Regions from separate parts of the Mus musculus genome. Here regions 2, 3, 4, 5 and 6 are each linked to region 1. Evidence: chromatin contacts called from public HiChIP or PLAC-seq and promoter capture Hi-C data. All regions are on one chromosome and are shown on one strand. The core of a region is the stretch at or near the end of the contact, and the rest is flanking DNA. Distances in the headings are between cores, read along the strand shown.

Evidence for each region. Promoter capture Hi-C pulls out the DNA fragments that hold promoters and counts their contacts. HiChIP or PLAC-seq counts read pairs in DNA pulled down with a chosen protein or histone mark.
Region 2: a contact with region 1 is called in an H3K27ac HiChIP or PLAC-seq map of embryonic fibroblasts, with 7 times the contacts expected there. The contact joins the enhancer-like site here to the promoter of Ube2ql1 in region 1. A contact is called at or near these places in 12 of 39 promoter capture datasets (cranial neural crest, embryonic stem cells, frontonasal cranial neural crest and 6 more), 1 of 484 Hi-C or Micro-C datasets (cortical neurons), 9 of 115 datasets of contacts at active chromatin or transcription factors (VIP interneurons, embryonic basal ganglia, embryonic fibroblasts and 6 more) and 1 of 9 other capture datasets (embryonic stem cells).
Region 3: a contact with region 1 is called in a promoter capture Hi-C map of trophoblast stem cells, with 7 times the contacts expected there. The contact joins the enhancer-like site here to the promoter of Ube2ql1 in region 1. A contact is called at or near these places in 11 of 39 promoter capture datasets (cranial neural crest, embryonic stem cells, frontonasal cranial neural crest and 6 more), 3 of 484 Hi-C or Micro-C datasets (cerebellum, cerebral cortex and embryonic stem cells), 6 of 115 datasets of contacts at active chromatin or transcription factors (embryonic basal ganglia, embryonic forebrain, embryonic hindbrain and 3 more) and 1 of 9 other capture datasets (embryonic stem cells).
Region 4: a contact with region 1 is called in a promoter capture Hi-C map of hippocampal neurons, with 5 times the contacts expected there. The contact joins the enhancer-like site here to the promoter of Ube2ql1 in region 1. A contact is called at or near these places in 7 of 39 promoter capture datasets (the C10 cell line, cranial neural crest, embryonic stem cells and 3 more), 24 of 484 Hi-C or Micro-C datasets (the AML12 cell line, the C2C12 cell line, the G1E-ER4 cell line and 13 more), 8 of 115 datasets of contacts at active chromatin or transcription factors (cardiomyocytes, embryonic basal ganglia, embryonic forebrain and 5 more) and 3 of 9 other capture datasets (adipose tissue, embryonic tail and liver).
Region 5: a contact with region 1 is called in an H3K27ac HiChIP or PLAC-seq map of embryonic stem cells, with 6 read pairs. The contact joins the enhancer-like site here to the promoter of Ube2ql1 in region 1. A contact is called at or near these places in 9 of 39 promoter capture datasets (cranial neural crest, embryonic stem cells, liver and 2 more) and 5 of 115 datasets of contacts at active chromatin or transcription factors (embryonic forebrain, embryonic hindbrain, embryonic midbrain and 1 more).
Region 6: a contact with region 1 is called in a promoter capture Hi-C map of neural stem cells. The contact joins the enhancer-like site here to the promoter of Ube2ql1 in region 1. A contact is called at or near these places in 5 of 39 promoter capture datasets (the C10 cell line, hippocampal neurons, liver and 2 more) and 1 of 9 other capture datasets (embryonic stem cells).

Annotation. Positions count from the first base shown.
Region 1 is chr13:69,738,303-69,741,336 of GRCm38.p6, forward strand. Ube2ql1 (ubiquitin-conjugating enzyme E2Q family-like 1) reads right to left here and starts at 1,595. Exons shown (of 2, transcript NM_001145162.1): 1 at 256-1,595. The coding sequence starts at 1,038.
Region 2 is chr13:70,211,681-70,214,714 of GRCm38.p6, forward strand. No RefSeq gene overlaps it. Among named protein-coding and RNA genes, the nearest start is that of 4930520P13Rik, 20 kb to the right of the region's middle. Within about 2 kb of position 1,596, at least 16 of the 459 cell types and tissues checked have an H3K27ac peak or open chromatin away from gene starts, as enhancers often do. A contact at or near this core is called in embryonic fibroblasts and second pharyngeal arch cranial neural crest, where this site is marked.
Region 3 is chr13:70,180,448-70,183,481 of GRCm38.p6, forward strand. No RefSeq gene overlaps it. Among named protein-coding and RNA genes, the nearest start is that of 4930520P13Rik, 51 kb to the right of the region's middle. Within about 2 kb of position 1,639, at least 1 of the 459 cell types and tissues checked has an H3K27ac peak or open chromatin away from gene starts, as enhancers often do. A contact at or near this core is called in trophoblast stem cells, where this site is marked.
Region 4 is chr13:70,158,181-70,161,214 of GRCm38.p6, forward strand. No RefSeq gene overlaps it. Among named protein-coding and RNA genes, the nearest start is that of 4930520P13Rik, 73 kb to the right of the region's middle. Within about 2 kb of position 1,606, at least 21 of the 459 cell types and tissues checked have an H3K27ac peak or open chromatin away from gene starts, as enhancers often do. A contact at or near this core is called in cortical neurons and hippocampal neurons, where this site is marked.
Region 5 is chr13:70,123,589-70,126,622 of GRCm38.p6, forward strand. No RefSeq gene overlaps it. Among named protein-coding and RNA genes, the nearest start is that of 1700084F23Rik, 97 kb to the left of the region's middle. Within about 2 kb of position 1,608, at least 8 of the 459 cell types and tissues checked have an H3K27ac peak or open chromatin away from gene starts, as enhancers often do. A contact at or near this core is called in embryonic stem cells, where this site is marked.
Region 6 is chr13:70,042,978-70,046,011 of GRCm38.p6, forward strand. The region is part of intron 2 of Gm3772 (predicted gene 3772); the gene reads left to right. Among named protein-coding and RNA genes, the nearest start is that of 1700084F23Rik, 16 kb to the left of the region's middle. Within about 2 kb of position 1,649, at least 5 of the 459 cell types and tissues checked have an H3K27ac peak or open chromatin away from gene starts, as enhancers often do. A contact at or near this core is called in neural stem cells, where this site is marked.

The DNA.
Region 1 (3,034 bases), core at 345-2,844:
AGAACTGACAACCGGAGAGCACCGCGGTTCTAGTAGAATCAGTGTCAGGTATAGAGACCAGGTACAGAAACAGGCAGGGAGAAATCCTTTACGAAAAGAAGCGGAGGAGGTGGGGCGAAGCGTCCCTGGCAGGCTTGTTCGGGAGGATCTGGGCCAGTTCTCACCTACGCCTAGAGGGGTCAAACATCGCTTTCCATCTCAGGCCTAGCCTCGAACTCCCCACCCAACCCGGGCCTCTGCTCCTGGCCGTCTTACCTGGCCCTTGACCAGGCTGGCAGCAAACTGGCGCATGACGGCCTCCACCGTGTAGGCGCTGGACCAGCCGCGCGGCGTGAGCAGCTCCATGCAGATGGCGCCTCCGTCCAGCACGTAGCCGTTCTCCAGTCGCGGGCTGAGCACCCGCATGAAGGGCGGCGAGAAGGGGAAGTTATCGGGGAAGGTGAGGTTGAGCAGGATGAACTCTGTGTTGGTCTCCTTCATGTCCTGCCACAGCACCGAGTCCTTGTCCACCTGGTGCAGCTTCACGTTCCAGTCGAAGAGGTTCTCGTTTACCAGCTCCACCGAGATGAAGCGGTCGCTGAGGCGCGCGATGTCCTGGAGCTCCTTCATGAGCCGCCGGCTGCGCACCTGTGTGCAGTGCTGCTGGCGCGCCGCGGGCACTAGGCTGCCGCCCGCCGCCGCCGCGGCCACCGCGGGGCCCGGCCCCGCCCTGGCGCCCGCCGCCCGCTCCCGGGGGCCCCCGGCGCCCGCCGCCCCCGCCGCCCCCGCGGCTGGCTGCGGCTGCTTGTCGCGCGCGGCCAGTTCCGCCGCGCGCTTACTCTTGCCCTTGCCGGGCCCCGGGCTGGCGTCGCCTGAGCCCCCGGGGTGCTGCTGTTGCTGCTGCTGCTTGTGGCCGCTGCTCTTACCACCACCTTTGCCGCGCAGCGATGCGCTCTGCTGGCCGCCGCCTCCGCCACGGTGGTTGTGGTGGTGCTTGGGGTCCTCGGTGTCCCGGTTGTGCAGGCGAATGAGCCCGATTTTACGGAGCAGCGTGGCCATCTTAGGCTCGGCTCTGGCGAGGGGCTTGCCGGGGCTCCTGTTCCCCGAGCCGGATAGCTGGGACGCACGGGGCTTGTGGGGGGGAGGCAGACGACCGCTTAGTGGGGCGCGGCGAGGGCCACCTTAGGAGCCGGCGGCCGTGGCGCAGCGGAGCGGGCAGTACCAGCGCTCGCTGGCCGCCTTGTCGCCGCTGTCATATGACGGGTCTTCTCGGGCAAGGGCTCCGGTAGCCCAGGGAGGGGAGGCGTGGAGACGCGGCTCAGCTGCTGTTCCTGGCCGGTCCCTGGGCGCAGTCCCCGGACGCCGGGTGTCCGTGGTCCTTTGTGCGCGGCCGCAGACCCGCTGGTCCCGAGTCTAAGAGCTGCACCGCGGCGCGCACAACCGCCCGCGGTGCCCCGGAGACAGCGAGGTGGCCGTGGAGTCGCGCTGTGCGCCTGCCGGGCCGTGCTGCGCTGGCGGCTACCGCGGGGCCCGGGCCACTGCCGCTCTCGTTGCCGCCGCCGCTGCGGCTGCTGACATTGCAGAGGCGGCTGCTCCGTCTGAGCCGAGCCCGGCGCGGAGGGGGCGGCACTGCCGGCCGGGAGGGGGAGCGCGGGGCGGAGCCGCGGGCTTGACTGCACCGAGCCACCCCCGCCGCCAGGTTCCTGCGGCGACACACGCACGGCCGCTGGGGGGAGACAGCGGTACGCGCCCGCACCATTTTCTCCTGGCTGCGTGCTAGCTGCGTGCGCTGGGGAGCCAGGGGAGGGCTGGCCTGAGCGTGCTAATAGGGTCTCTCAGAATCACTGCATTCTTTGGGACCCTAAAACCTGAATGCTGTGTTTGAGGTCCGGGCCTTATATCCCATTTAACCTCCTTAGGACAACCAGAGGGAAAAGGTGGAAATCAACCTCTTTATTAATCCTTCTAACCAGAGGTATGAGCCCAATGTTTCTACGCAACACTTCTGGGCGGTGGGAGCCTAGAATGACAGAAGGAACACGTAAGGACTTTAAAGTCAGGGCGGAAAGCGGGATGAAAGGGTAGATCTACTGCAAACTTAAAGAACAGCCCGTTCAAAGTCACGACTAAAAGCAAACCTTTAGCCAATCCACTCAGCCCTCACTGGTTTGCTCCTTCCACCCCATCCCCTGCCTGCTGGCCGCAGCGTTTCGGCTTTCCATGGCCAGGCTGTGCGTGGTGGCTGCTTTCCAAAATGCAGCGGAGAATAACACCAGACGCCTTCTCTGGCGCTGACCGGTGCTAAGAGCGGGAAAGGACTTTCCGAGCAGCAACCCCCGTTGGCCACCCCCTCCCCGCCCCCCAGGGCTGCTCTCCTGAGTGAGGGACCTCCACAATACTCAAATGAGGGAGAGATCCGCCTTCCGCCTGCAGATTCACAGTCCACCCTGCCTTTCCTTCTTCCTTCAGCCTGTGGAAACTCACTTAAAAATCTGGTGAAAATTCCAACTAAAATCTATTTCAGATTAGCTCGAACTGTGACGGTTCCGGTGTGCAGCGTGTGGCCCAATGGCGTAGGCGAAACCAATCCCTCAAGAACAACGAATATTATCCCGCTGCCATCCTAACTGGCGTCAGAGCCTACTGCCTCTGCTGGTGTGTGGATGGGGGGAAGAGAGGGGAGGGGAAGCAGCTCAGCTCTTCAGGACAGGCGTTCCTTCTAGATGACAGCCCCTTGCCTTTCTGCCCCTCACATCTTTTACCAAATTTTGAGTTTTCACTGTGGAAAATAACTGGTGATGTCGCTGTGAAGACACAGACCTGGGTTTGGAGATTCAGATTTGGGGATAGATGTGTAATGGGGGAGCCAGGCTAGCTGGTGTAGATGAGGAGTAGAAGGTTCACACCCACCCAACATTGCACCTGGGAGAGGGTGGTTCTCCAGAGAGCCTGTCAATCCTTTGACTTTCAACAGGACCCACAGGGTGATTTGGACTAAGAACAACACAGACTATTTGGTGGAATCTGAGGGAAGCTGAATCAAGGTCTGTTTGTC
Region 2 (3,034 bases), core at 346-2,845, 470 kb after region 1:
GAAATGCCTTCCCTCTAATAAGTGCAGAATTGCTACTGACATTCTTGAATTCCGCTCTTTAAGTTGCAACATGTTGCACATACCTGATTTTCTATGGCTTTTTAGGATTCAGGTGCTCTTCTCAACCCAGGAAGGCTCAAGCATTCAGTTTATGAAGGTATTGAAACATAGGAGTAAGATTAGTCTGTAGTGGGATGTCCAGCTCCAGCAGGAGTTCCTGGGACACTCTACACCCCACCCCCACTCTAACTAGGGCTCTTCAACTGGAACCACACACCCTCCTACATAAACCTAGACAAGATGCCTTAGACATCCCAGGACTGACAGCTTCTAGAGTGGAATACTGACAACAGTGTTTATTTGTCTAGAGTGGACGTGTATTTCCTTCCTACCTTCTTACCTTCTCTTACTTTCAATCAATACTCCTTGGGTTATCTTGTACACACCTCTCTACCATTCTTTTGTGTAAGTGTGTATTTTCATACATGTGTGGGTGTGCATGAGTGTGTACTCGGGTGGGTATGGAGGACTGAGGTTGATTTTAGTAGTCCTCAACCACTCTCCACCTTCCACACTGACTTGTGATTTCTCTCTTGAACCCAGAGCTCACCAATTCAGCAAGTCTGCCTAGGCAGCTTGCTCTCTAAGGATCCCCAAATTTCTCTCCCATTGTGTTAGGATTACAGTTGTACTGCCACATGCAATCAGAATTTATGTGGCCTTTGAGAACTTGAATTCCAACAGTCCTCACCTTACAGTGGTGTGGCAAGTGACTTACTGCTAAGCTACACCTCCCCAACTCCCATGCCACTAAGCCACGCCGCTTCCTATACCACTAAGCCCCACCTCTCCCACACGCACCACTAAGCCATGTCCCCCATGATTCTGTCTCATTTTTCATCCCACTTTCCACTGTACCTGCAATCTATTTTTGTCTACTTGTTTGGTTTATGTTTGCAGATTGTGTGCCCCTATGCTGGTGCTCCATTGGTTGGATCTCCTTGGAGCACCTGACTTTTGTGTCTGCACATACCGTGGGGGCACACCCACCCCCATGCACCAGTCACTTACTCCTAAATACTGGGACATCACATTTCCTCTCTTGGTTTCTATTGGCTTGTAGAAATTAGGTTGAGACATGCAAGGCAGGTTCAGAATGGAAAGAATGACTAGATCAGTATTAGGCTAGTAAAAATGAAGGTCATTGGTTGAATAAAATTGATCAATTTTTCTAATGTAAAAAGAAATAGAAAGAGAGCTATTGGGGGCAGCTTAGCTATGTGTTAATAGTCTTTTAATGATTCACAGAGTCATGCACTCACTCAATGGGTCACCAAATGGTTATTTATTTACGAATTCACCGTATATTTATTCTGGGTACACACACACAAAAAAATAAACCAAATCTTGGTGTTGTCATCTCTCTTCACTTGTATAATTTCTGGGAGCTTTGTTGGGACAATTCAATTCAAGAGTGTTTAGATGATGCAATATGGAGCCATGAGAACGTTGCTTGGAATATTTTACAGGGCAGACCATGTGAGTCATTTCTGAGTCACTGAGTCTAATTTTTTTCTTCCCTGATCTGTCCAAGCACACCTCAAGCTAGCTGTGTGCTGCTCTGTAGAAGAAGAGCAATGAGCAGACTACCCACCTGACTTTGTTGAGACAGTGGTTGAGGCTTGCTTGCCATCACAGATGCTGGCACAGCCACTGGAAGATGGATATCTCTCCTCTCACCCCTCTTCTTTCTGTTACACACACTGCTGACTATCTCACACTAAACTCACATCTAACTCCCTTCTCACCTGTATACCCCCACTGCCACCACTACACATATGTACAGTCAGTGCAAACACTGACCATCTCCTCTCCTCACACTCTAAAGGCATAGACTGGACTAATTAATTCTCAACAGTCTTTTCTAAAGTTGGTTGGTCTTCCTGGCTAGGATATTACTTGATGTACTGGACAATGTATTCACTCATGTGAAACTTAATTAGATAGACTTTGACCTGCAACACTTCTGGACTTGTTTTGAAGGGATAGCGATAATAGGTCAGGTAGAGTGCCTGACAAGCATGCATGAGGCCCAGAGTTCAATAACCAGGATCTTAAGAGAAAAAGGGTATTGCTTATTCAGCACAGGCATGGTGACTCATGCTGTGATTCCAGCATGTGGGCAAGGCAGGAGGGATCAGGAGCTCAGAGCCAACCTGGGCTTTTCGGACTCCCTGGTCTTCAGAGCAAACAAGAAAAGAACTGCTTTGTTGAATTTCCAAACTACTTTGTAAGAAGTGCCTGTGATCCCCCATCTCTGAGCTACCCAGACTGATGGTCCAGCTTATTTCCTGCCTACCAGTGTGGAAAGGAAACAGGCAAGCAACCTCAGCATGGTTAGTCTCAAATTATCTTCCCCCTGTAATTTCTAGTTCACATGCCTTCTGTCCGAACAAAGAAGGGACGTTGATTTCTACCAGGCAGCACTCACCTTCAAAGGGACTGTGCTGGGTGGAAACAGCCTGTTCACATCAAAGGTAAATCATTTGCAGACGAGGGGCCTGAGACCCAATGCATGAGGCTTTTACAGCCTGGATGATACCTGAACACGATTCCTAAGCTTGAATGGAGCCATGCTACCCTGAAAATGAGAACAGTCAACTCATCACAATCCAGTGTGGTTCATGGAGTCTACCTGAGTGTATGCAAGGCTGTCCATGTGTAAGTCACACACTGCTCAGCAGGTGCTTCACGAGAGAGACATGGAGGAAGGGCGTGTGCTAGGGGCAGATAACGTGAGCTGCTGATGTGTAAGTTCTCAGGCCAGGGGATTGTCTGGCAGCACACATGACTACAATAAAAACAGTGTTGGTTTGCTTGATCCAAGGCTCCACTCCGCCCTACTTTGCTATAGTTTATGGGCTTGATGGATGGAATGGGGCTCACTCGTAGCTCATTTCACCGAAGCCTGCCAGTATGTGCTGGTAATGCTTTGTGTAAGAATGCAGTTTGTTGATCCCTGGGACAGCCCAAT
Region 3 (3,034 bases), core at 389-2,888, 440 kb after region 1:
TTACAACCTTTTCATTCTCTATATTTTGATCATAATTTCTTCTTCCCCTCCTCACAAATCCTTCCTAATCACCTTCTAACCAAATTCTATGTGCTTCCTCTCTCTCTCTCTCTCTCTCTTTCTCTCTCTCTCTCTCTCTCTCTCTCTCTCTCTCTCTCAAAGAAAAAAATCAAAATGGCCAAGATCAACAAGCAAGGGTGTGGGGTAAAGGAAATGCTTATTCATTTCTGGTGTGCCAACTGAGATGGCCACCATGAAAATCACTGGGATAATTTCTTACAAAGTTGAGAATCAATCTACCTCAAGATGCAGCTGTACCCCTCTTGGTATATACCCAAAGGACTCTTCAACCTACTGCAGAGACATTAGCTCATCGACATTCATTGCTGCTCTGTTGCTAATAGCTAGAAACTGGAAATATTCCAGATGCCCATCAACTGATAAATAAATAACAAAAATGTGGTGCATTTACATGTGGGATATTATTCATATGCTAAGAAAAAATGAAATGATAAAGTTTATAGGTAAGTATATGGAGCTAACAAAATCATCTTGCGTGAAATAACCCAGGCCGGAAAGGACAGATATTATGTTTTCTCTTACATCTGTATGGTAACTTTTAAGCTTTCAGTATCTATGCTATAATTAGAATAACTGGAGATGTTAGATACCTAGTAAGGGACCAGGAGAGAGTAAAGTGTTTCTCAAGGAAGGGAAAATACAATATTATATTACGAGGAGATGAAGGGGAAACTAAGACTAGGAAAATTAAACAGAAAGGCAGATGGGAGAGGAGAGTAAAGGAGAACACACGAGGAGGGACAACTAACAGTAAAGGCCATGGGAGAAACATATGGAAATCTACTACTGTAGAAGCCTCCTCAAATATATGCTATATGAAAGGAATCTAGATGGACTCACCACATAGTAGGGGAGGCAATACCCCAACTAGACACTATGCCATCAGAGAAAACTTCTAGTGCTAGGAAAGGATTACATCTAGTTAAGTCATTGGTCAAAGGGTCCAATGCAAACCCCCAAATACCACAGGCTGTTGTCAAAGCTAGTGGTTGTTCCTTATAACCTGATGCTAAGGCCCTGATGCTGATGGCATAATTTATACCATTGAATACGGATGGAAAAGTGGGGCTGGTACCTAACTATAAGCTTCACTCTACTGAGAAGCATTCATAGCACTGGAAGGTTCACTGCATACTACTGAAGGAGGAATCATCAATGTCCCCTAGCTACAATCCCTGTGACCTACTGCATTCTCTTGCCTGTAAGATATTCTGGTGCAACAATGGTCCATATGATATGAAAGTAAGCAAATGCCTTTTGATTGGACTTAAGGCCCATCCTGTGCCTGACATTGCTAAAGGGGTCAATAACCTGAGACCAGATAGGTCATGGGCCTAGGGGAAATCCTAATACCATGGTTCTGTTAGGCGAACATAGCAATACTCCTGATGACATTTTGCTATACCCATAGATCACTACCTTGCTTAACCCTCATCTGAAAAACTTCCTCTTGCAGAAGATTGGAATTAACTCAAGGTATTTATGACTGGACAGTGAGTAAAGAGTGAGAAATGTTAGAGTACTCAGTCCTAAGGCACTCATCAAACTTTTTGCTCAAGGCTTAAGAATCTACATAGCAAAGGAGGCAGAAAGATTGTAAAAGCCAGAGGTTATAGATGTTTCCAAGGAACAATACCCTTGCAAACTCATGAAGACTGTGGCAATGTACACAAAGCCTGTACGGGTTCAAACCAGACAAAAGTCTAACTCAGGAAAGGAAGAGTGGACACAAAATCCCATCTTTAACCAAAGAGCTGTCTACAATTGACACACAATGGCATAGGGAACATTCCTTTTACTAGTGGAGTTTCACAGGGTACTTTAACCACAATCCAGGGCAAGCCTCCTGCCCAGGAATAGTTGGTCAACACAAAACAAACTCTATATTTTTCCTTTCTTTCTCCCCACTGTGTGTGTGTGTGTGTGTGTGTGTGTGTGTGTGTGTATGTGTGTTTGTCCATGTGTTGTCTAAAAATCCAATATCAAAAATATCTTCTGAGACTCATGACTCTCTCAGCTGTGAGCCTTTATTAAAAAAGTCACACAATCCTAACATACAATGGCACAGAATAAATCTTCTGATTTCTAAGGAAGGGAGTGGAAGCTGTGGAAGGGATGACCATACCAAAGATCAGCAGAAAACCACCAAATTCTATAGCTTTGAAGCTACTGATTAAGTCATTCAAGTCCCAGCAGCCTTTGCTGGCCTCCAACTTTGGATTTTGGTCTTTTACTAGCAGCTAAAATAGCCTCTCTTGAGGCAGTTTCACCCCATGTCTACAGCATTCTTTGGCAGACATACCAAAGGTTTGGGGCCTTTGCTGCACCATCTTTCTAGCTTCATACAATGGTGTCTCTGAACTTCCTGTCCAAGAGACCAACTATGACATGCATATTTTGATCTTCGTAGCTTTTGAGGACCTTGGTATAAACCACCATAATTCCTCACACTTTCATTTCTCAAACCTGCAAAACCAGTACCAGCCCTGGGGTTAACACTGCCCAGTTCTGTTGTCAGCTCAACTTGTATCTTCTCCTATTCTGTCACAGCCACAGGGATCTCTGCATGTCTTGGTGGCAAAATCTGGAAAAATACTTTCCTAAGCATTTACTTCAAATAGAAAAACCTCCAATGCATACTCAATTCAGTATTCTTCCTTTTAATGAATTAAATTTTCTCAAGTTGGAACCTCCCCTGGGAAGACTCTTATCCTCTGGGTACCTTTCCTATTGTTCTAGAACAGACCACATGGTTTCTTTTTAATTGTGATAACCTTTAACAATTACAGCCACTGTCTCATTACACACCTTGTATCAATTTTAAACATATTCATTTTCTCATCAGATTGCATGTTTTCATATTTCCTGCTGCATCTCTGCTCTCTTACCATAAAACTATGTAAGCAGTGAGCAGTACTGGGGCACTACCATGTTCTGAAACGTTCTCTGCCAA
Region 4 (3,034 bases), core at 356-2,855, 420 kb after region 1:
GGGTTGATGATTTTGTCTGTAGCAAATCAGCTTTGTGAAGAAGACTGCAGCTGCCTGCTCTGAGAAGAGTAAGCTGTGCCCACCACAAAGGTTAGAATACTGGTCCTGTCGTTGCTTCAGAGATTCAATACCCGAATTCCTCATCTCCTCTAAGCTTCATGTTTCTCCATCTCAAAGAGAAGCTGATAATGCTGTCATGAGTGGGACATTTTATTTTAGGACAATGACTTGTTTCTTCTATCATCCTGCTTGCACTTACTAGCCAGCAGGTCTCACCATAGCCTTTTGCTATTTTCACTACAATTCCTGTTTAACATGTAACAGAATTAGGAGTTAATCTCTCAACTGGAACAAAACCACATTATTTGTGAATGAGGGTACTCAAATTTGTCCTTTCCATGACACAAACCATTAGCACTGAAAAGTAGGTCATTTCGTCTAAAACGATGTAAATAGACAAGCAAGGCTAAGGGCCCTTGACACACCAAAAAAATAATTGCATTTTCTTCCATTAAATCATTTGGGCATCTAAGAATATAATGAAGACAAAGGGTACCTTGGAAGCTGATGGGTGTCCTAGAGAGGCCTTGGCTAGGGAATGTTTGGCAGCTGTTGATGTTTCAAGCTGGGGGGCAGTGTGTGCAGTTTTGCCTTAGCACAGGGTTTGCCATGTGTTGAGTGGGTGATAGAGCATCTTTTGAGGGGCATGATACAGTAGGCACACATGACACCTACTAGAACTTTACATCAGCATCACCTCTGGCTTGTGTGTCTTCATTATAACTCACAAAAAGAACTATGGATCAGTCTCTCTCTCTCTCTCTCTCTCTCTCTCTCTCTCTCTCTCTCTCTCTCTCTCTCTCTGGCCAGGATAGACACCTCATTTCCTTTTAAATGAGGTCAGATTCTTGAATATAGATGAGCTTTGAGAGACACACTTTTCTCCATGAGAAAAAGTGTGGCATTGTCTCAGCACAAAGGTGAGCACTGGCCCTGCTCCTGAGGTTCCTCACTCAAGTAGCCCATGACTCTACATATCAGGCTCTGGGGAATGTCATAGCAGGAAGGAAGTGGGTGTCTTTCTTTCCTACACAAGCAGGCAACCCTAGGAAACATCTTAGCAGCCGGAAGTTATTTGGCTTGGGCTATGTCCAAGGATGTACTTTACAGCGAGGACCTCCATGTGCAGAGCTACACACACTGCTCTGTTACAATGCGCCTAGCAACCTGTTAGCAAGCAACCTTAGACTCACAGCCCACTCCAAACCATGGAGTACATTTCTCCTCTTAATGGCTACCAAACTTTAACAAGTCCTACCCCAGCTCTCTAGGAGAGTAGGGAGGCCAATCTGGCCTAAACTAGCTCTGAGTGCATGAACAATAAGGCAAATTATGTCTTTTGAGGTAATTTTTTGGGGAAAAACACCCTATTTACCATCTTAAGCCTATGCATAGTTGGGCATATATATGATTACAATCAGGTGCATTATGGGAAGTAGCATCTGCAGTAGCTTAACTTACTCTGTCATAACAGAACCACCCAAGCTGCTCCCCTTGGCAAGCAAACTCCTTCTGTTGAATCCCATAAAAGGAGGCTCCAGGCTGTAGTCACGGGCTCTGCACACCCCCACGCCCATGACTGCTGCCATTCTTGATGCTGCAGTTTCCTCTGTACTGCCACCATGGAATCGAGTTTACTTACTCTCTTTCAATCTGCGTGAGCTTTTAGTTCAGTCCTTGGAATGCAGAATGCCCTGACCCGGATGCTAAGTACAGGAGGGAGCAGAGGTACCGTTGCAGAAAGGGGAGAGTTTGGTTCCCTGGAAGAGCAGATTTCACACAGACAACCTGCTTAGCCAGAGCGAGGGGTCCTGGATGCAGCCTCTTCTCAGAAGGGATCCTTGTCGTCTTTTAAAGGCTTGTTTGTTTGTTTATATTTGTGTGTTTGTGTGTGTGTTTCTCTATGAGTCTGACTGTGTGTGCCTGTGTGTATGTCTTTCTGTCTGTGTATTTGTCGGTGTGTGTGTGTGTGTCAGTGTTTGTGAGTGTTTGTCTGTCTCTCTGTATGTGTGTGCCTTTGTGTGTGTTTGTGTGTCTGTGTATGTCTGTGTCTATGTTCATGTGTGAATCTCTCTCTCTCTCTCTCTCTCTCTCTCTCTCTCTCTCTCTGTGTGTGTGTGTGTGTGTATGAAAATGTTCATATAAGTGCCCATGGAAATGTCTGGTCTCCTGTAACAGGCAGTTGCTGATATGGGGGTTGGGAACTGAATTTGAGTCCTTTGCAAGAGCATTAGTCACTTAACTGCTGAGTCAACTTTCCAACCTCCACATAAATTCCCAATTAGGACCCTAAGACAGCTTTGCCTGTGGAGCTGAACTAAAGCCTGTGTTGGTGTAAATGGCTTGGGCACACAGTACACACTCCTTCTGCACCTAAGATGTTTGATGTCTCTGGGTGGGGGTTGGGAGGCAGAAGTGCTGCAAGTGTGTGCAGATCCCTGGTGTGCGATGACAGACTGGAGGACCACACCCCAGGGCCTGAGAGTATGTGGGAAGCAGAGGGTTGGAGTAGTGCCTGAGCTATCAGTTAGGAAGTGTCTAAAAGTCTTTGAAGTCTGTGAAGGCTTGTAGTAGGAGCCATGGTGGGGTTCATTGAGAGGAAGCTGCATTGCCCAGTGGTTATGGACACAGGTTGCAGAGCCTAAGGATATGGCATGGAGCTCCGCCACACTTCCTACATTGCTACCTACAGATGCACAGTAGGTTTGAACTTCTCTCTTCTCCGATGGAACTTGCACACAGGCTCATGAGTAGATCCAGCCATGGCGTGCAGAAGAGACTAGCACCAAGGCAGATACTTGTGTCTCCTGACTGTCCCAGGTGTAGAGGGGCCTCTCATGGGGCTCCACACAGTCAGTTCTGTGACCAAAGATACTACACTAGGGAGGCAAAACTCAAAGGTCTCCGGAGAGGGCAGTAAGAAGCCAGTGTGCCTCTGCTGTGTTGGGGAGAACTTGGAGAAGCCTATGCAGAA
Region 5 (3,034 bases), core at 358-2,857, 390 kb after region 1:
TTACAGAGATGAACACGTCAGTTCCAGGACAGGGCCTACATATTGACATGCCCGCTGTTAACATCTGGCTGTCCTCCATCACTTCCTCTCTTGTAACATGATGGATATGTAGGCTGAGAAAAAAAAAACCTACAATAACACAATGTCATGCCAACCTTGCTTTTTGCAGGCTTTGTTGAAAAATGAGTGCAACCTTCCTGATTTTAAAGATTGGTAAACACTTTTGTTCTGACAAGGAATGGTTTTAGTTGCTGATTAGCTGTTACTAAAAGAACATGTGACAGGAAGTAGAAAGTTAGAAATGACATACAGGAGGAGGGAAACTCTCAGCACAGGTCGGCGGAGTGCATGTGTCCATGTGTGTGTGTGTCCGTGTGTGTGTCCGTGTGTGTGTCCGTGTGTGTGTGTGTGTGTGTGTGTGTGTGTGTGTGTGTGTAAGGCAGGTAGCTGCTCTCTCTCCCTTGCTTCTGCTGCATTTAGATTGAGATTCTGTGATGCCACAGGACAATTTAGAATCTTCTTCACTTCTGCTGAAACACACACACACACAGAGTGGTGGTGATAGGGAACAGAGAGGAGGAGGGAGAGAGAGATTTCTGTTTTAAGAAAAAGAAACCACATCTATGAAAGCTTAACTTCTCTGTAATGTGCTGATATTTGGGGCATTATTGGCTAATTTTTAATTTGTGGTTGTTAAGCTTAGTCTAGGAACTTAACAGAGAAGTTGCTAACAATTGCTGAAAACGTAGAATGTTTCCAGATTCCTTCATGTGCATTCACAGGATCCAGCAACAGTCCTATCACTTAAATAACAAACCAACTAATAATTTACAGTTTAAAAGGCATCTCAAAGTATAATTTATCCACTGGCCTCTATAGGGAGAGGTTGCAGACTATAGTTAATTTACATATGGGACACACACCTGGGTGTACGCACAGTAACTCTGTATAGCTACAGGAAGGTGACCTCAAACCCTCTTGTTTGTTAGTCTGAACTTGAGCAGTTAGTTTGTGTTACTGCCTATTTAATTGTTATCCTGAAATCTTCATACCTCTTTGCTTTAGATCCAATCTATTTCTATTTCTTGGTCAGAACAATCCTCAAACATCATTTAATGTTGATGGGTTTTGGCAGACCAGTGAATCAAATATTGTCTTTACTCTCTCTACCCAGTCTGTACAGTATTAGACATAGCTGTATGGCAGAGTTTGGGATTTACTATGTAAACAGGTATCAGTGAAAGGCAGACAGAATCCTGTGCCACCCACAAGCCCCTATGCGGTTACCTGGGCTTCTTGGTGCTGCTTAAGACACAACCAGATCCAAACAGTTAGTTTGCAAGGGCAAGTTAACCTTAGGTTTGACATAGAACCCCATTGGAGGAGGGGCAGATTCTTGCCATTCACGGGAGAAAGGATCCTTTGTCCAGCTATAAACGTCCATCTGTTTTTCCTTTGAGGATAGATAAGTGGTACTTAAGGATTTCCAAGGTCAAAGCAGCGTAGATTCAGAGCCAGGCTTGACTCCATAGAGAGGAACACTGCAGGGAGCTTCCTGCTTCCTAATGGAGAATTAGTTGTCAGGAGACGCTGCTGGTGATTTGAGGACTAAGTAACTGTGACTCAGATGCCTCGAGTGAAGTCCCAGGAAAAACATTAAACAGCTAAGAGTTCAGCAGCAGACTTGAGCAGCTGGCATTGGGGCAGTCGAGAAGCAAATGCAATAGAGGAGAGGCATCCTCTACAGGACTCCCAGGGCCTGGGGTTGGGGGGCACAGCTGGTGCTTTTCTGGGCTGATTAAAGTGTGGATGGATCATCAGAAACCCAGGCAGTACAAATTAGAGGGACGAGTCTGGGGCAAGAGTTGGTTAACAATGACGCTTCTTCCCACAGGAGGCCACAGAGTCACTGTGGTCTTTCTGTGGGATGTTTTGTTTTGGGCTCTCTCACACACCCATTTTTCTGCTTCATTGGCAGTTATGGGCTCTCCTCAGCTGACCTTCAAAGGCTATTCTGACATCACAGGAGGAGTGAAGGAGTTGGTGGAGTATTGGAGGTGCAGCCTGGCTTGTATGACAGATGAGCAAACCAACTTTCCAGTCAGAGGACATGTTTCATCATGCTATTTGCCACCTTATGGCATCCTAGTTCCATGGTTACTCACTGAAAATGCCAAGTGCCAATCACAAGAATGACATGCTAAGGGGCACTGCAGATTCACGGAGCTACAGAGAATCACATGCACTCTTAGAACCCCAGTGTCTGCATCATCAGCATCATCACCACCACCACCATCATCATCGCATCATTTGTATGTGTGTCAGTGCACGTGGGAGTCACCAGAAGCAAACTAAATTACTGAATTCTTCTGGTAGCTGAAATGTAAAGTTAGAAAATGTGCTAAAACAGCAACAAATGCAGATAATAATAAATTATTCCAAAGCAAGGCCCTATGCCTTGTTGATTCTACCTCAGTTAATTCTAAAGCCATTGTGTGGAAATAGAAATGTTCTTGAAAACATTCCCCAGCTGCCTTGGCAAGAGCAGAGTTAAAACTATGGCCTTCCCTGCTGTCTTCCCTAGCATGGCACCTCTATTCCAAATAGCCTCCTACTCTGAGAAATCACGGAGTTGGCCTGGTCTAGCTGCCTTGAGAGGCATGTATCGTTGATTTTTTTTCAGGTTAGGGTTCATGGCTGCTGGGGTACTGTGTATAATTTCAGTTCCTGCTAAGCAAAAGCACTCCCTCAGGCAGTGAAGTATTCAGGCTGCCTTGTGTTTCTCTGTGTTCCCTAGAAGTCAGCGAAGCATATAGAAACTTGACAGGACAGTTGGTCTTAGACAGTAATCTCCTTGTATAGCTTGCACACATCATTGAATCCTGGAAACTACCATTGTGTTGACCCTGGAGATCACCACTGTCTTCAGTTACTGATAGGGGTATAAAAAGTTGATTCCAAGATTGTTTGGAATAACCTCCTCAGAGCCTCAGTCTTGCTGTGGCTTCTCCAACCCATGCCTGGTTCAGAGTCG
Region 6 (3,034 bases), core at 399-2,898, 300 kb after region 1:
GACCTCCAGGTCTCCGCTCACAGAGCATAGTCTTTAGAGTTAACCCTTCAGTTCCTTCTTTTGGTTCTTCCTCTTCTCGTGGTGTCACAAGGAAATGGCTTGGATGACTTATCTTGAGCCTCCTGCCTTGGTAGGCTGTTGTGTAACAGGAGGCTATGAGTGCCAGACGTCTCTCTGGAGGGAAGTGGGGTGCACAGAGGAGGTAATGGATAGGACACAGAAGTGTCTTGTCCATCAAAGTTCAAGACACTCAGTCAAAGAAAACATGGGGGTAGAAAATAGTCAGAGGCAAGAGGTCACAAACAAATAATTCATTTAGATTTGCATGTCATTTGGATTGAACACAGGATCTTCTGTACACAAAGCAACTCTAATTCACAAAAGCCCATTTACCACAGCATTTCTGCAACTTATATAATGTATATTTGTTTACACACATACACACACACACACACACACACACACACACACACACACACACACACACACACACAGAGGTAGGGGAGGGAGTGAGAATTTAGTCTTTTATACTCACATTTAAAAACCCAATCCTATTATTTTACTTTCATCTTTCATATGTATATTTATCCTCATGATTTTATTATTTAAGTACAATTGTATTAGTTTCAGACATGGTGGAAGCCAGGCTTCCTGGACCTCAAACTAAAGGAAGGGCCCCATCCTTTAGTCTTCTAGAGTCTATATGTCCCAAGGGTCCTATATTGAAATGGCAAAATTCTTAACATTCCCCTGCACCTGCATGCAGTGGAGGGAACTTCCCATGTGAAGTTCCTCCTGTTTCTTGTCCCCATGAGCAGATTCACACAACTTCTAGTCAGTGAGGGCACACTCTGATGCTTCCAAGACTTTGCAACAGGTGTTTGGCACATAGCTCAGTGGCACCCCAGACTCATTTTTTACCATCCTTTTCCCTGGCCCACGTCTGCTGAGGTAAGTGCCACTCTAATCTTTCAGGTGTGTTGGATGTCATTAAGTGCTTGCTCACTTAGAATTCAGGATAGAAAAGGGAAAGGCACGGATTAGAACTAGGAAGGTGAAGATTTGTGCACTGAGAGCAAGATGAGAATCTCGGAAGTGGTTGTAAGGCAGGTAAGGAAGTTTCCCACTTCCACTTCTAGCTGTAAGAGGAAATGCCATCCATTGCCCGTTGGAGCTGGATTCCTCTGTTTCTCCTGGGCATTCTGAGTTTTGACTTCTCAGGCCCCCATGCCACTTTTAATTCATCTCTTCACCCACAGAGTAGCAACAGTTCTCTGTGTACAAACATTTCTGTCTTCAGGTCTTCCCGACTTTGTCATTCCCAGCTAAGGTTTTCTGATCCCGTGTCTGACACAGGATTTGTAGTCTGTGGTTGTGTCCCCTTGCCTCCTACCCACCCTGTTCCATTTGTTTCTAGTAGTTACTATGCACACCACCCAGCTATTAGACTGACTTCTCTCTTGCAAATGCTCCCCACAGTGAAAGTTACTCCAGCAGGAATGTTAATTTCCAATGTGTGACTCTGGAGGGGACTTGTCTAATCTCAGGGGATGACTAAGAGTCTCTATCAGGTCTCCCAGGCTATGTTCCCTCCAGTCAAGCATGCAGGAAGACAAAAGTGAATGAGTCGCCTAGAACATTAACAGGAGCAGGAAATTGCTATGTGATGTCACCACCAAGCATTACTTGTGACCTGCTTACTCTTCTTTGTCCCTGGACTTGCTGTTCACACTGTGGCTTAGTGAGTGTGAACCTAGTTGGAAAACACAATGTTACCATCTTTAACTTCAATACATTTCATTTGAGGCAGCACTTATTTAATTCCTGCTGTGTGTTGGATCTTAAGCTGCTATCCCTGGGCAGCTGTTAATCTTGCTGAAAATAAGGCATGTAAATGGAAATACACAGAGAATTCTCACTGCTGGGTTAGAGAGGAAGGACTGACTAGAATGTGAAGGGTGTCTACTTTTAAAGAATGAAACAGTATAGGACTAAGGAGAAACTGCCCACATGCAGACAACATTGGCCAGAGACTTTGGTATCACCTGGCCAAATGTTCCTTGCTCGCTGTGTGTCCAGCGGGATTCAGGTAGACAGAGTCTTCACAAAGTGCAGTCATTACATCTAGAAAGAATGGCTTTGGACAAACTCCTCCCAACTGAATTCCTCTATTGAATTGTACAGTTGAGAGTTACTGAAGGAGGGACTGTATTATTTTTGGAAACAGTGCAATATAAGACATCTTTGGCTTGCAAGCATCTAACTCAGGAAACAATGAGTATTAGGTTGTTTTTCCATTTCAAAAAAGACAGTGATTCAGTCTTTTTTCCTCCTGAGCCTGTGAAGCCCAGCATGGTGTCCAGATCTTGATGGGTACTGAGTGAATGTAACTTTAACAATGTTTCTTAGTAGGCTACTACCAAGATGGTCAGGGGAATTTGCCCAGAGGAGTCCAGTATAAAGCTGAAAGGGATATATGTGCTTCAAACTCATTGTTGTATAGCAGTTTCCTCAGAGACTACAACCTTCTACCTTGAAGAAAAGGTCATTAAAACTCAGGAAGCACACAGGACAAAAACTTCAGGAAATCCCTGAAACTGACTAGATTCACTAGGTTCCTCCCTCCTTAAGCTTATATAACCGATAAGATATGCTGAGAGACTCTCTCCATTCAGTAGCAATAGCAGGATGAGGCAGACACCAGCTGACTTATCTTAATAAGTAAACATATCTTTGTGTTACTTACTTTCTAGCCTGTTGAGCTGCCAGCAAATTGTTCAGTGGACTCCAGATTTCTACAAATTTGTAGCCATCACCCATGCTGGGGTTGGTAGGCTTTGGTGAATCAGCTCTTTTTGAGTCATTTCTGCTCCTATAAATAACCCTTTATCCATATTACTATGATAACCTCAATAAAATTCATTGGTTCCCCAAGTTGGACTTCAATGATATTGTTACTTTAGTCTGTTATTAGTATGGGATAAATAAATATTTCATCATGTCTTTCTAGGAATAATGTCATATAACACACACC